Linked DNA regions of Mus musculus: all the other regions are linked to region 2. Evidence: chromatin contacts called from public HiCAR-type and HiChIP or PLAC-seq data. All regions are on one chromosome and are shown on one strand. The core of a region is the stretch at or near the end of the contact, and the rest is flanking DNA. Distances in the headings are between cores, read along the strand shown.

What was found. HiCAR-type assays count read pairs that join an accessible place to other places. HiChIP or PLAC-seq counts read pairs in DNA pulled down with a chosen protein or histone mark.
Region 1: a HiCAR-type map of fibro-adipogenic progenitors shows a contact between it and region 2, with 6 times the contacts expected there. The contact joins two enhancer-like sites. A contact is called at or near these places in 34 of 484 Hi-C or Micro-C datasets (the 63-12 cell line, the AML12 cell line, the BV-2 cell line and 21 more) and 3 of 115 datasets of contacts at active chromatin or transcription factors (bone marrow-derived dendritic cells, embryonic stem cells and fibro-adipogenic progenitors).
Region 3: a FOXA1 HiChIP or PLAC-seq map of pancreatic cancer cells shows a contact between it and region 2. The contact joins two enhancer-like sites.

What each region holds. Positions count from the first base shown.
Region 1 is chr1:151,822,215-151,826,836 of GRCm38.p6, reverse strand. Edem3 (ER degradation enhancer, mannosidase alpha-like 3) reads right to left here. Exons shown (of 20, transcript NM_001039644.2): 20 at 4,509-4,622. Among named protein-coding and RNA genes, the nearest start is that of Edem3, 69 kb to the right of the region's middle. Within about 2 kb of position 1,491, at least 12 of the 459 cell types and tissues checked have an H3K27ac peak or open chromatin away from gene starts, as enhancers often do. A contact at or near this core is called in fibro-adipogenic progenitors, where this site is marked.
Region 2 is chr1:152,496,052-152,500,514 of GRCm38.p6, reverse strand. It overlaps Colgalt2 (collagen beta(1-O)galactosyltransferase 2), which reads right to left. Exons shown (of 12, transcript NM_177756.4): 8 at 504-610. Among named protein-coding and RNA genes, the nearest start is that of Gm51749, 42 kb to the left of the region's middle. Within about 2 kb of position 2,679, at least 72 of the 459 cell types and tissues checked have an H3K27ac peak or open chromatin away from gene starts, as enhancers often do. A contact at or near this core is called in fibro-adipogenic progenitors and pancreatic cancer cells, where this site is marked.
Region 3 is chr1:151,683,729-151,688,204 of GRCm38.p6, reverse strand. The region is part of intron 5 of Niban1 (niban apoptosis regulator 1); the gene reads right to left. Among named protein-coding and RNA genes, the nearest start is that of Gm41969, 51 kb to the left of the region's middle. Within about 2 kb of position 1,259, at least 160 of the 459 cell types and tissues checked have an H3K27ac peak or open chromatin away from gene starts, as enhancers often do. A contact at or near this core is called in pancreatic cancer cells, where this site is marked.

The DNA of each region.
Region 1 (4,622 bases), core at 242-2,741, 670 kb after region 2:
TGAGCTACCTAAAGGCCTGGAGGTTTAGCCAATAAGCTCTCCTTCCCAGACACTCCTCTCTGCAAAAGGTATTTAACCTCAGGCCCGCCCTGAGAAGTGGGGGGACGGTTTTACTCATCCACTTTCTGCCATGACATTAAATGCCTTAAAGCCATGGACTGCCTCTTTTCATTGGGATCTGCTGTGGAGAGCCATGGAGAAGGCTTTCGCCTATAGAGCCACCATCTAATCTCCAGTAAAAGGCCTCTCTGCGCTCCCAGCCACGACCACCACCAAGCCCAAGTTCAAGCCTGCTGTCTGTCCAACCAAGTCTCTCCCAGAGGGACTAGCGGGCGCTCCCCCTTTCCCTCCAGCCTGGGCTAGATGCAGTCGTTGGGACCCTACTCCATCCTCAGCTCTTCCACGGCTCCCAGCAGTGCCTGGGTGTCCAAGAGGCTGAGAACCAGATGGCTCAGGCCTCGGTCACAGGCCTGGGGAGCCCCAAGCCAGGTCCAGCGGTCCCACACCTCAGATTGCACTTCCTGGCTGGTGACAGCATGGGCTAAGCGTGGCCAAACTCCCTGCATCCTGCCTCCCCAAGTAGCCGAGCCCTGTGGCGGAGCAGACGTGGCACCCATAACCCTACAGCTACATTCATATATGAGAGGTAATTCTAGATTTCTCATTATTTAGCCATATTTCAGCAAGCCACTGATTTATTTAAAACCCTTCAATGTTTTCTCATTACCCTTAGAACAAAATTCAAAATCCTTATTATATATCAAAACCTTTTAGCCTTTCCTTTAGAAAGACCCACCGTCCTAATCTTTGGAGATAAAGGCATCTCAGAAACCTTAGCATTTGCCACAACACAGCTTCCCCACAGGGCTGAATCCTGTGTCATAGACCCCCATAGTATCTAGATTGTCTGTTTTCAAAAGCCTCATGGCTTTGGTATTTCTTGCTCGGTGCCTTCTGGATTTGACAGTAAAGTCTCTATAAAAACAGATCTGAAATGGCCTTGAGTGTCACTCTAGGATCCCTAGAGCCTAGCTCGGCGTCTGGAGAACAGCAAGGGCAACATTAATAAAGGCAACATTAATAGTTGCACTACTCAGCACTGGAAAACATTCCCCTTAGACAGTCCATACTCCGAATGTGCATTGTCCCCATCGTTCTGCCTTGACATATCCTGCTGTTACAAACATTGACCTGAGTATTTGGAAGAAACTGTGTAGGTTTCTTGTTAGTTATCTTTTTTTTTAGGTTCTTGGAGCAGATGATGGAGTTAAAAAAGAAACAAACAGACTTGGTTGTGTGTTGTTACCTACAAAAACTCTTTCTCCATTTCTGTCTCTCCCTCTCTTCGGGGCCGCTTGCACTTTCACCAGCAGCAGAAAAACAAGGAAAATAAGACAAAGAGCTTCCTGGTTTCATTGGATGAGCTCGGTGTCGCACTGTAACTCATCATCCAACATCTCTGTTCCCATGACTCAGGGATGGAGGCCGATGCTCTTGGTGCGTGCAGAAAGGGATTTTAGGCAGTGGGCCAGAGTTCCTTCACTCTCAGGCTCAAATGGAGTCTAATAGTCTGATTTGTTTTCCCATTTGTCAGTACATCTGGTTCACTTGAGGCTCCAGTTCTCTAGTATGACGGTAGAAAGAGTCCTTGGATTCCTTCAGGGAGAAGTCTATGTTAACAAGCTCGAATAGTTCTAGGCCGGTGAATACTGTATCCTCATTTGCATCTGTTTTGCTTGATGATGAGTGTGGGAGATTTGGAAAGAAAGGATGAAGCTCATGCCAAGTTGCAAACATCGATCAGAGAAATGTGGCTAGAATCCGAGACAGTGCTAAGTCTCACCCGAGATGTTCAGCCAGGATTTTAAGTGAGGCTGGTCAGCAGTGGGACTTAATTTCATCCAGCTCCCAAAGCTATTCATGGATATGTGTACAATCAGTGTGCAGGTGGGACTTAATATCTAAGGCTTTGCCCGTTGAGTTCGACAGAAGGAAGCATGTTTGTGTATTGGGTGACATGGGAAGGCAGCCCAGGAGTGACGCTGATTCTGGGACATGTGGTGGTCCTGGTGCTCTCCAAGTCGGTGAACAAAGGTGACAGACTGAGTTCACATCACTTCAATAAAGAAATGGCTTTGGTTATGCCGTAAAATAACACGAGGAAAGTGTGTCTTGATCAGTGAAAGCCAAAAAGTCACAGCCAAGACATACAAGAGTGGATCTCTATTGCCTGAAGGCATGAGAATGAAGTCTGCAGCACCCCAAACAGCAAGTCTCCAAGGACAAAGGACAGACAGGGAATTTATTTCACAAAGGCTAGGCATAGTCATCTGGAAAAAGCACTTCTGGGTGGATGCTCGGCTAGATTAGGATGTACACTACTGGGCATGTTTAAAGGCATGCTCAAAAAGCAAAGACATCAGTAATGGAAGGTCTGTAATGTTCTCTCCAGGACGGCTGGAAGAGTGACCAAGGTGCTCAGCTTGTCACAGATGCTGAATGGGAAGTCACAGGCAAATCTAGCTCGTGACATCATGATCTCGGGGAATCACAGTGACTTGAGGTTGGAAGAATCAAATGGCACACTAGGTCGGCCAGGCAGTAGGAAGGGGCAGTCACGCATTAGAGTGGGGCACAGAGGAGCCCCACCACACCACACCCACCCCGCCCCGCCCAGAAGCTCCCACAGTTGAAATCCTCCCTCTGTTGAAATCCCTTCCTCCCTCAAGGCTATTCTGGCCACCAAGGTGTGGGTGTGTGGAGTAGCCTGGACTTTTGCCCTCCTAGACCTGCCCCAGACTCGGAAAACCTTTCCCCAGATTTCTAGGCAAACGGTCCTTTTGAAAGCGAGTTAAGCTGGCAGTGGCGGCGCATGCCTTTAATCCCAGCACTTGAGAGGCAGAGGCAGGCGGATTTCTGAGTTCGAGGCCAGCCTGGTCTACAGAGTGAGTTCCAGGACAGCTAGGGCTATTCAGAGAAACCCTGTCTCGAAAAAAAAAGAGGAAGAAAAGAAGAGAGAGACACACACACACACACACACACACACAGAGAGAGAGAGAGAGAGAGAGAGAACAAGCAAACGGGTTAAGAGGGATTTGAAAACTGTCTGTCCCTGTGGCTGCTAACAAGAAGACAGGCTAGAATTGATTCAGTTTAATAGTTCTACGGTAGGGCAGGAGAGTGGCTGCATGACCTAGAATTTCCAGTTGCAGCAGCTGTCTGGACCCATTTGTAGCGGGAAGCTTTGACTAGTCTACAGCAGAAGCTGGAAAGAGAGTGGGCAAAGTGGAGGAAGGCTGCTGGAGATGTCAGAATGACGGCCGTGGAAGCAGCTAGCCTCCAGACTGAAGGTTCTCTAATGCTGGTCTATTTATTCATTGGTTCTTTGATCAACCATGTGAGGAAGCTTTGACTCTGAGAAGTCACATGCTATTATAAACCCTGACATCACCTGCTGCTGTTAAGACAAAGTTAGTGGTATGTGGCCCTAAAGAGCACCACAGGATTTCTAAAAGAACCTTAACCTGGGCTAGCATTCTTTTATAGATCAAGAGTCTTCCAGAGGTCCATCAATGGCATTCCCTTTGAAGAGAGCAGACAGTATTTAATTAGCCCAACACAAGCTCATGGCTAACAAGTTAGTTCTAATAAGTAAGTACCCATGCTTTAATAGCAGGTAGGTAGGTACTCTTCTCCATTAACCTTTAAAGAACTCAGCCTCTAAGTAGATGGGCCTCTGAAGTTTCCTTTTGCTCGCCTCACAGTCTAACAGTGATACTTTCATTGTCCTGGAAGGGTGGGGCATAGTGAGGCTGGACTAATTGCCCAGACAACCCCAGAACAGACACTATCACTCATATTCTTCAGTCTCAGATGGGAGACATGCAAAGCAGGGAGGGAGTGTGGCTGAGTGAAGGTTAGCAGAAACTGGGGGTGAAGCAGGGCTGAGGAAGAGGGTGACTCACTGGAAGGAGCTCAGGTTTACCTCTGGAATTAAACCAGAGCTCCCGTCCACTGCCCAGTCACTTAATTTGGTACTTTGACTAAGATGCCTGGAACTTGTTCAAGCCTTAAAATTGATAATGATCACATGGTCTTTAATGTTATCTGCTCAGAGTCCTTGGGATAGCAGAGTTCAGAGCCACTGAAACACAATGGCTTCTTGGGAATGAAGAGCAAAGGGCCAAGGCTAGTGCACTGCTTTTAATGAGGTGTGCCACCCCTACCCTCCCACCACCATAGGCTCTGGCATGTAAATATTTGATTCCCAGTTGGTGACACTATTTGGGGAGGTTTAGAGGCATGGCCTTGCTTCTGCCACTACAGTTTGCTGTTTCCTGCTTCTGGTTCTAGATGTGTGCTCTCCGATCTTGTGCCACCTCGTCTGATGGCTGCCACTCCCTGCCATGATGATGATGGGCTCTGACCCTTGGGGACCATAAACCCAAAGCTGCTTTTGGTCATGGCTTTCAACACAGGAATAGAAAAGGACTAATGAACCTACTTTTGATGATAATATTAAAAGAGGGCAAGTAATTTTATTAAGTATAAGTAAATTCAGACACAAATGTTACCAACAATGACAGAGAATTATTACTTTTTTTAAACTGTAGTTTGTACGA
Region 2 (4,463 bases), core at 1,430-3,929:
TAGTTTTCAAATAAGTGGTACAGGGGAAGCCAGATGACCTATTTGAAAATGAGAGGGGAATCCCAAACACTTAGCTCAACATAGACCAAAGGCTTAGAGACATACCTGTAAATCCCAGCACTCTGGAGGCCGAGGCAGGAGAATTACAAGTTCAAGGCTAGCCTGGGTTATAGTCAGTTCTAGGTATGTGTGATTTTACTGTCACATCTCCAGGGAAAATGGCCCCTGTGGTCAGACCAGGAGGAATCTAGATGTCTCACACCACAGGACATATAGACCTTTATCTGTTATCTGTTTGTTTGTTTTCTGCAGACCTGAACATGGTTTCAAACACATTCCCTCTATTACATGAGAAACCACCACAGCTCTGAGGGTGGCCAGAGACTGGAGGATCAGGTCCCCTCCGTGGTCAGAACCTCAGAGGTCCCTCCCTCCAGGACTCCTTCTTAGTCGGACAAGGCTCCAACCACACCTGCAAGGGGGCGGGCAGAGGAGTGACTCACTTCCCATCCACGGCCTCGACAATCTTGACCTCGATCTCCTGTTCGTAGAGTGTGCGCAGCATCCTGTCCCGCCTGTCCTTCCTGCGTTTGAGGTTGATCATGAAAATCTAATGCAGGATACAAAAGGGCAAAGAAACACGAGTGGCTGGGAGTTATTTTGGGTTGGTTGAAAAGCTTAGCAAAACGGATGTGAGGACCAGAGGGGTAAGGGATGGGAAGAAAGCTATGGCTTTGTCTTCCTTATTGGGTTCACGGGCGAGGACCTATTTATCAGAACTAAGCTGCTTTCTAGATATAACCATCAGCAATGGCCTAACCTGATAGTCACCGATGGTCACGTTCTCTATTGTCTTGAGCAAATAAAGTTCAAAAAATGATCACCCCAAAGGCCAAAGGTGAATTAAAATGCACATACACAGCTCAGAAGGGGAGCTGTGTTTTGCTAAATGGCTTAATCAAGCCAAATGACTAAATGCATCCACGTACTTCAGGTTTAATACTGCCGCTTGCTGTTTGCCTAAGGCCTGTTGCTTCCATGTCTCAGTCTCCTCATCCTGGAATGGGGACCACTGTGGCTCTACTGCACAAGTACTATGCTTGGTATCGTCACAATTCACACCCACTAGGTAAGCTTTACAGCTTTCAAAAACTAAGAAAGATCCGAGTCTTCATGTGTTCAGAATGAATGTCAAGATCTCCGTCTCACAAGCTTTTTTTTTTTTTTTGCCAGAATTCTTCAACCCCTAAATCTAAAAGGATAAAGGCATTGAAGAAAAGGGCCCAGTTCCCTGGTTGTTACCCTTGACCGAGGAGAGAGTAGCATAAAACATGATTTCGGTATGAGATTTTTTTTTTGAGTGCTCAACAGAGGGCACCTGCTGGCTTGTGAATACAGATGGATGTGCATTCGGGCTTTCTGAGCGAGGGCCAAGTCTGCCTGTACCCTTTACCCTGGCCTGAAATGCCTAGATGATAGCAGTACTAACATATAGACATCATAAGGCAACTAAAGCCTCATGAAGACTGCTGTAGGGAAATTAGCGTTTTATGTATGTATGTATGTATGTATGTATTTATTTATTCATTTATTTATTTAGTGTGTATAGTGTAACTGCATTGCTGTGAGTGTCGAGAAGGTCAGAGGACAATTGACAATCTTCTAGCTTGACAGCAAGTGCTTTCAGCCACCAGACTGTCTTACCAGTGCATAAGTTAGCTTTTGAATAAAGGCCTCTGGCTGCAAGCACTGATGAGCTGATTTTGAATATTAAACTATTGGGAGATGTTAACAGCCATCAGGAATCTACATCCCAGTGAGGGAGAAACCTACAGGAACAGGGCAGAGGACACTCGTTGCCTCCTGACTGTCGAGGTGACTCTGGGGACAGTATTTATTTTCTCTGTGTAGTTAGCTCTGCTGTTTGGAAAAGGAGGGGTTTGAGCAAACCCACCCCTCAAGCCCTGTACCTATGAAAATCTGTGCATAGTGGCTTATAGTAAAGTTGGCTTCATGTTATGAGACCTGTGCAGAAATCTTATCATGCAATCAGGCTGAGGTCCAGACTATATTGCACTGAGCTTTGGCTCAATAGTTACTCTGAGTATAATTTTAAATATATGCTTTAGCAGCATCAGAAGTTATACTAAGCTTTCAACTCTCCCCTGTAAGAGAGTCTCATCTCTGTTCACATATAGAGTCCTGGGAGCAACAGAATGTTCTGTGCATCATCTCCGGAGATGCTGGGCAGGGCAGGCACTCAGTATGATTTGATACCCTCTTACTTAACTGGATAGTTATTAATAAAACAAAAAAAATCCACCATAATTTCTGTGTGACATATATTTGGGACTATGTAGCTTAAAGCATGTGCCGTCTTTTTTCATTTTCTCTGTCTTTAGAATCCTAACTGTCAAGGATTATGTTCCATTGCCTGGTTTTACAGACATAGGAAGGAAACGGCATATCCTTCTCGCATCCACAGAGCCATCTGAGGTCACCCAAGGAGACAAAGCAAAACAAAACAAAACAAACAGAGAAGCATCCAAAAAGTCCCCTGCAAACCAGAGGCCTCCAGTCGAGGAAGCTTTCAGTAAATAATAGTCCCGCCCTGGGCCCTGCCAGGACAAGGGCAATAAACCCAGTAGCCATGAAGGGAAAACACAGACGGCTTGCTCATACTTAGTAAACAGAGCAAAGAACCGAGTGCCTAATACAGCCAGACGCTAGCAACCAGGTCACAGGATTGGAGGGCGGAAAAGACCTCTGACACCTCTTTTCCACAGCCCATGTCTGCTGCAGACAGAGAGATGATTATCCTGGGCTGTGGAAAGCAAAGTCCTGGGCTGCCTCACTTTCTAGGGCACTAACACCACGGTCCTGCCCGAGGCGGAGCAAGCCGGTCCGGTCTGTCTTTGTTTCATTTACTGTGATCTGATCCTCACAGAATGTGATGCCAGGAGGAAAAAGGAAGACACTGAAAAACACATGGGCCCCCTTTCCTAGAAAATGAAGAGAGGCCACAGTCTCCGGGAAGGAGAACTGTGCTCGGCAAGAGGAAGCTGTGTGGCAGGCCCCGCCCCGCAGCAAGGACCCACCATTGGTGAGCCCACCCTTGTAGCACCGGTCAGTTTTGAAAACTATTTTCTATTTTTAGTAAATAGGAATAGACTCAATAGGGTCTATTTATACTTTGTGCTACATTTAAATTCATCTCTCCTTTTTCTGCCTTCTGTGAAAATGGCATAATCTCTACTTGGTATTTATGAACTACCCATTTCCTGCATTTGGAAGTCTAGCTTCAAGTCAGTTTTGTAGCAGAGATCCCCAACTCCTAGGTCCATTAGCTCCTTGGGATGAACATGATTTGGAGACACAGATGTTAATGTTCCAATGTGATAAGGCGTTTTCTTCCAAAAAGCATACTGAGCTCAAAGCACAATGCTTGGCTTAAATCCAGAAGCCCTGGAAGAATTCTGTCCCAGTGTGTGGACTCCTGGCAGGTCACAGCTCTAGACCACAAAACTCCTCAGCACTAGCAACCACATAAGGGGCCATGAAGGGCTCGTGGAACAGACTCACAGTTCTGGCCCTGGCAACCATCTGTTTTACACTCTACCAAGAAAACCACTTCTTTATATTATTCTCTTTCTTTCTTTCCTTCCTTCCACTCTTCTCTCCTCTTTCCTTAACTCTCTCCTTTCTTCCTTCCCTCCCTCCCTCTCTTCCTGTCTCCCTCCTCCTTCTGCCTCCTCCATTCCCTTCTGCCTTCCTCCATCCCTCTTTCCCTTCCTTCCTCTCTTTACTGTACACCTCCCTCTCCCTCTCCCTCCCTCTTCCTTCCCCTCTGGCCCTCCCCCTTCCCTCTCTCCCTCTCACCCTCTCCCTCTTCTCCCCTTTTCGTTGTGGTGCTAGGAATTGACCCCAGGGCTCCACTTATCCTAAGAAGATGCTCTACCACTGAGCTAAAAGCCCACCTCTGCTTTGTTATTTATATACTTACAACTGTACAGTAGATATGGCCCTAGGAAAACTACGCTAAAGTTCTTGCCTGCCAAAAGACAAAATTTTAGAACATGCTTTTCTCTTCATTAGTCCTTTCAACTCTGCCCTCCAACCTTTTTTCCATGGAAGAAAAGCAGAAATTAAACAAAACATAGAATATTCTAGAATAGTTTCCATCCACTCAGCTCTAGCAGAATAAAGTTGATGTCCTCCAGAGCCCAAAACATATATTCTCCTTACCTTACCCTTGAACCTCAATAAGAAGTTTGGTAAAATATATAGCAAATTTATATTCCTTGCCAAATAATTCTTTCTGGTTCATTTTTTATGATTCTCCTTTGTAAAGACCAGAAAACAGAATGACAACCAACCCAAGTCCTCAGGGTCTTTCCAGTTGCCAAGCTTGCCTGCTTGCTCTCAGACAGATGTTCCACCTTCTGTTCCAACATTAACACAGA
Region 3 (4,476 bases), core at 10-2,509, 810 kb after region 2:
TGCTGCGACCCTTTAATGCAGTCCCTCATGGTGTGCGACCCCCCCAACCTTAAATTTATTTTTGTTGCTACTTCATAACTGTGATTTTGCCACTGTTATGAACTGTAAGGTAGTTATTTTTGGAGACAGAGGTTTGCAGAGCGGGTCTCGAGCCGCAGTGGAGAACACTAATAAAGGTGTTCACTGGTAACCTTGACGGCCTGAGTTCAATTCCTGGGACTTGCACAGTTGAAAGAAAGAACCAACTCCTGCACGCTGTCCTCTGACCTATGCCATGGCACATACACATTCACACATATACATCCAATAAATCGGCAAATAAATGTAATTTAAAAAAAATCTAACCAGGCACTTTCGGGAGTAGAGCTCACTGTGGTAGAGTGTGCACTTAGCATGCATTGGTCTTAAGTTTGGTAAGTTTCATGCCCAGTAAACACACACACACACACACACACACACACACACACACCTAATCAAATTGTCAAGAAATCCATACCTAGAAAGGGAAAATGAAGGGGTAAACAGCAAGCCTCCACTGCAATAGGGCACACAGCTCTCTTGCTAGAAACTATAATCTACAGATAACTATAATCTACAGATAATTTATAATCTGTGTGTGGGGGCTCTATTAGAATGTAGGCAGCAGGGTCACTGCAGGGAGAGGCGGCATCATAGCTTTAGACCATCAGAATTACTCAGTCAACGTTAAATGGCTGACTGGGCGTAACTTAAGAGAATCAGTCGGCCTTGGCAGGTGACGATCAGCTAGCAGGTTATGGATTACCTCCTTTGAGGTTTTCTAGATTATAAAGCAGCAGGCGCTTAAAAGAGAAAACTCAGTTTCGGGCATAGCGTCTACAAGAGCTAAACACTCTCCATAGTGAGAGTACCAGGAAGCAATCCTAGGACACCTTCCACATTACAGAAGAACTGGCCTCTCATCAACATCGACACAGAGACTTGCTCAAAATGGAAAAAACTGGGAAAATGGCCCGTCCCACAAATCGAGTTTTCTAATTGAAGTATCTTCTTTCGTGTTATTTTTCTTGGCTTGGCAACCCACTCAGTGTTTAACCTCAGAGGATTAGAAAACGAAAATTAAGGTGGTCCTTAAAATTTTTGCTTTCCCCACAGTGTGTTCTCCCCACAGTGGGACTGTGATACGGGGCTCGGCACACTGGGAAGGACTGGACAGGGCGAGATGGAAACTGTAATTACCACGTGGAGATTCCAGATGACTCATGCACTCTTATTTTTAACAGCTGTTTTCATTTCCAATCTACGGAAACAGAGAGGGGAAAAAATGTGACTGTGGATGCGGATGGGGTGGGTATGGCCAGAGCTGCCAGCCAAGGAGCGAGGGTTTCAGTTCCTTGGTGCTTTATGAGCAGTTCAGCTGACCTCAGAAACTGGAGGAGAGAGTTTATATCCTGTCCACAGCCGGCTATGTCTATGTCCAAACAAGCTGGCCTGTGCATGGACAAGTGTAGCACTAAAGATATGGGGTGGGAGGGGGGAAGAAAATAGAATTTGGAGACAATGATATTAGCTTGACAAAAGTCAAAGAAGGGGTGTCAGGAAGTGAGCATGCGATGGTGCAGGAATGAAGAGCCTCGCCTCAGGCAGAGAAGAAAGGGATAAGGAACTAGGCGCCCACAGAAGAAGTCACAGTCAGTCAGCAATGGAATCCGGAGACAGAGAGCTCTCACCATTAGGACAAATGAAATCTTAAATTCCCCTCTTGGATAGTGGGAGACAGATCTAATTTGCCAATCTGTTATTAGATTTTTTTTCAGCTTATAAGCTAATTAAACAAATTGATTTATGGAGAAAAAAAAAAACAAACAAAGAAAAAACTTGGAGAAGAGATGTGCCACAGGGTAAGTTTCTCTGTGAGTGTCTGCTCTGGTGATGAGGAGCAAAACTCAGAAGACCATCGCCAGCTCAGTAAGCAAACAGAATGAAGTCTGCCAAAGACAGAGGAGTGCTGTGCTGAGGTAATCCGACCTCCATTGTTCCTCCTCGGTTGTTTGCAGAGGCAGAGCTGAACTCATTACAGGTGCTTGAGAGAAAGCAGATTACCCGTTACTTCATCAGCATCCTGTGAGGAGGTCTCAGGGGAACACACTGTACCTTCTTAACTACCCTCTCTCCTGCCAATAAGCAATCTGAGGGTTTTTAGTTCGGTGGCCTTCGGGAACTTCCTGCTCTTCCGCAAAGCTTTCCCTCTGCAGGAAGACTTAGGGCAGGTAGCAAGCGGGCCAGAATTTCCTTTTCCCACATGGTCTAACTTAAAGACTCCACAGGGGGCCGGGTGTGCAGGGGAGCAACTGAGGCATCTGTTAAAGCCAGATGGAGAAAATGGGGGGGGGGGAGTTCATGTCTTAGCTGAAGGTCACACAGCTGGCCAGAGTCAGAGCCAAGGGGTGTGTCCTGCGTGGCCTTGGCATTCACGGCTATTTAAACCATAGACTATGAGAATCAGGAGTGATCTCAATGCTCACTGACCGTGAGGTTTTCAGTGTTGAGAACCTTCAGAAGGCCAGCCTTGGCTCAAATAGATCTAGTGACAGAAAGTTCAGAATTTAATGAAATGGTTCTTTTCCATTCCAGAACTACTCTAATTATTTGAAAATTTAAATGTTTACCACTTCTTTTGAGCCACTATGTTTACACACACACACACACACATACACACACCATCCACTTTGTCTCTGAGAGTAAATTAGTTCTCATTACTCCTCTTCCATAGCTGGGCTGATTCCCAGGTACCCACAGAGTGGACTAACTTTCCCTCAACTCCTCTTTAAACAACTTGTTTACCTTTGGATCTTTCTACTTTTACCCTTCTTTTCTCCCCCCCTGATGGGCTCTAAGGTATCACACTCTTCGTCCTAGCACCCACCACAAAACACGTGATACTCTCTGCCCCTTTCTGGTTTCTTCTTTAATGTGGCCACAGCATCCGGGTGACTCACACATTTCTTTTAATCCAATCAAATCCATAAACTTCTTCTCATATGAGATGCTTGCCAACCTAAGCGTCCCCTGACTTGCACTTCTACTTTTGAGATCAGGCCAGCTTTTAAAGCTTATCCCTATTAAGTGGCAACTCGCTGAGACCAGCCCCACCTGACACACCATTTCAAAACTGGAATTCTGCCCCATACCCTCTTTCACCCAAGAGCCAGGAAAACTGCTAGATTTGCCTTCTTTGTGCCTATCCAATTCGCTGGCAAAACGTTCATCAAGTCCAGAGCACAGACAAACCCTGGGAAACTGTAAGCATTTTAGCAGGCATGTGGGAGACACATTGTAGCTATTCATTCAACACTCTATCCCCAGGGCCAGGAAATGTCTAGGAATGCTCTGTTCTCCTTGGTCTCTCCCAGGTCCTCATCTCTGCAGCTGCGTGGAAAACTCATATTTGAGAGAGATGATTAAGGATTTTTGCAAGGGAAGCTTTGCTTTCCTAGGCCTCTCGGGGACAGTTATTCGGGGGGCCAGCCAGAGAGACATCGTTTTTTGTTTTTTTCCACTTGTGCAGATTTATAACATGCCTGAGCTAACCAAAGCCCCAAAGCTCCCAGGCCTGTGGAGTCAGTGTATACTGTGACTCTGGCTGCCGTGCCAGATCTAGGTTTGGAAGTGCCTTGTAATTCTGTTTTATGGATAACCTCTACCAAGCCCTGTCAGCTGATCTGCAGAGCGATTTGGGCAAGTTATATAACAGCATTCCTCCCCTCCCCGGGCTTCTGCGGTTTCTTACCACAGACTCTCCTAACCCTTCCCCAGTTCCAGTTCACAGCGCCCTCCCGGGGAAGCCATTGAGGATGCTCGTCCTAGGGTTTAATCTAGAATAAGGAAGACAGGGCGCGCAGTGAAGGTGACCGAGGTCAATTGAGTCACTACTGTGGATTAGAAACCATCTCATAAAATCTCCACATTGCAAAAGACTAGGGACAGAGCTTCAGGGGTAGATTATGGTCAAGCAAGACCCAGATACCTCGGGACCCTTTTCTAACACTTTATGGTTTAATGTTTCAAAACTACTTTATAAAAACTAATCAACTAGAACAGGGGCTATCCCAAAAGCCATTGCCTGTATGTAGGATATATTCTACTAGCTGGGCTGCCTTGTCTGGCCTCAGTAGGAGAGGAAGCCTCGCACAGACTTGAAGTACCAGGGTGGGGGTAGGGGAAAACCTAGGGGGTCCTCCCACAGGCTCAGAGAAGAAGGGGAGGGGAGATGAGGGAAGGATTGTGGGAGGGGGTGACCAGGAGGTAGGCTGTGAGCAGGATGCAAAGTGAATAAATAAAACACTAAAATTAAATTAAAAAATATTATATTCAAAAGATATTATATTTATATATGCATGTGTGTGTGCACGTGAACGCGTGTGTTTTACAGACTAATGTTTGAAGTTATCTGCAAGGGGTGTTTCCTTGCAAAGTTTAGAATCATGGAATTCAGGA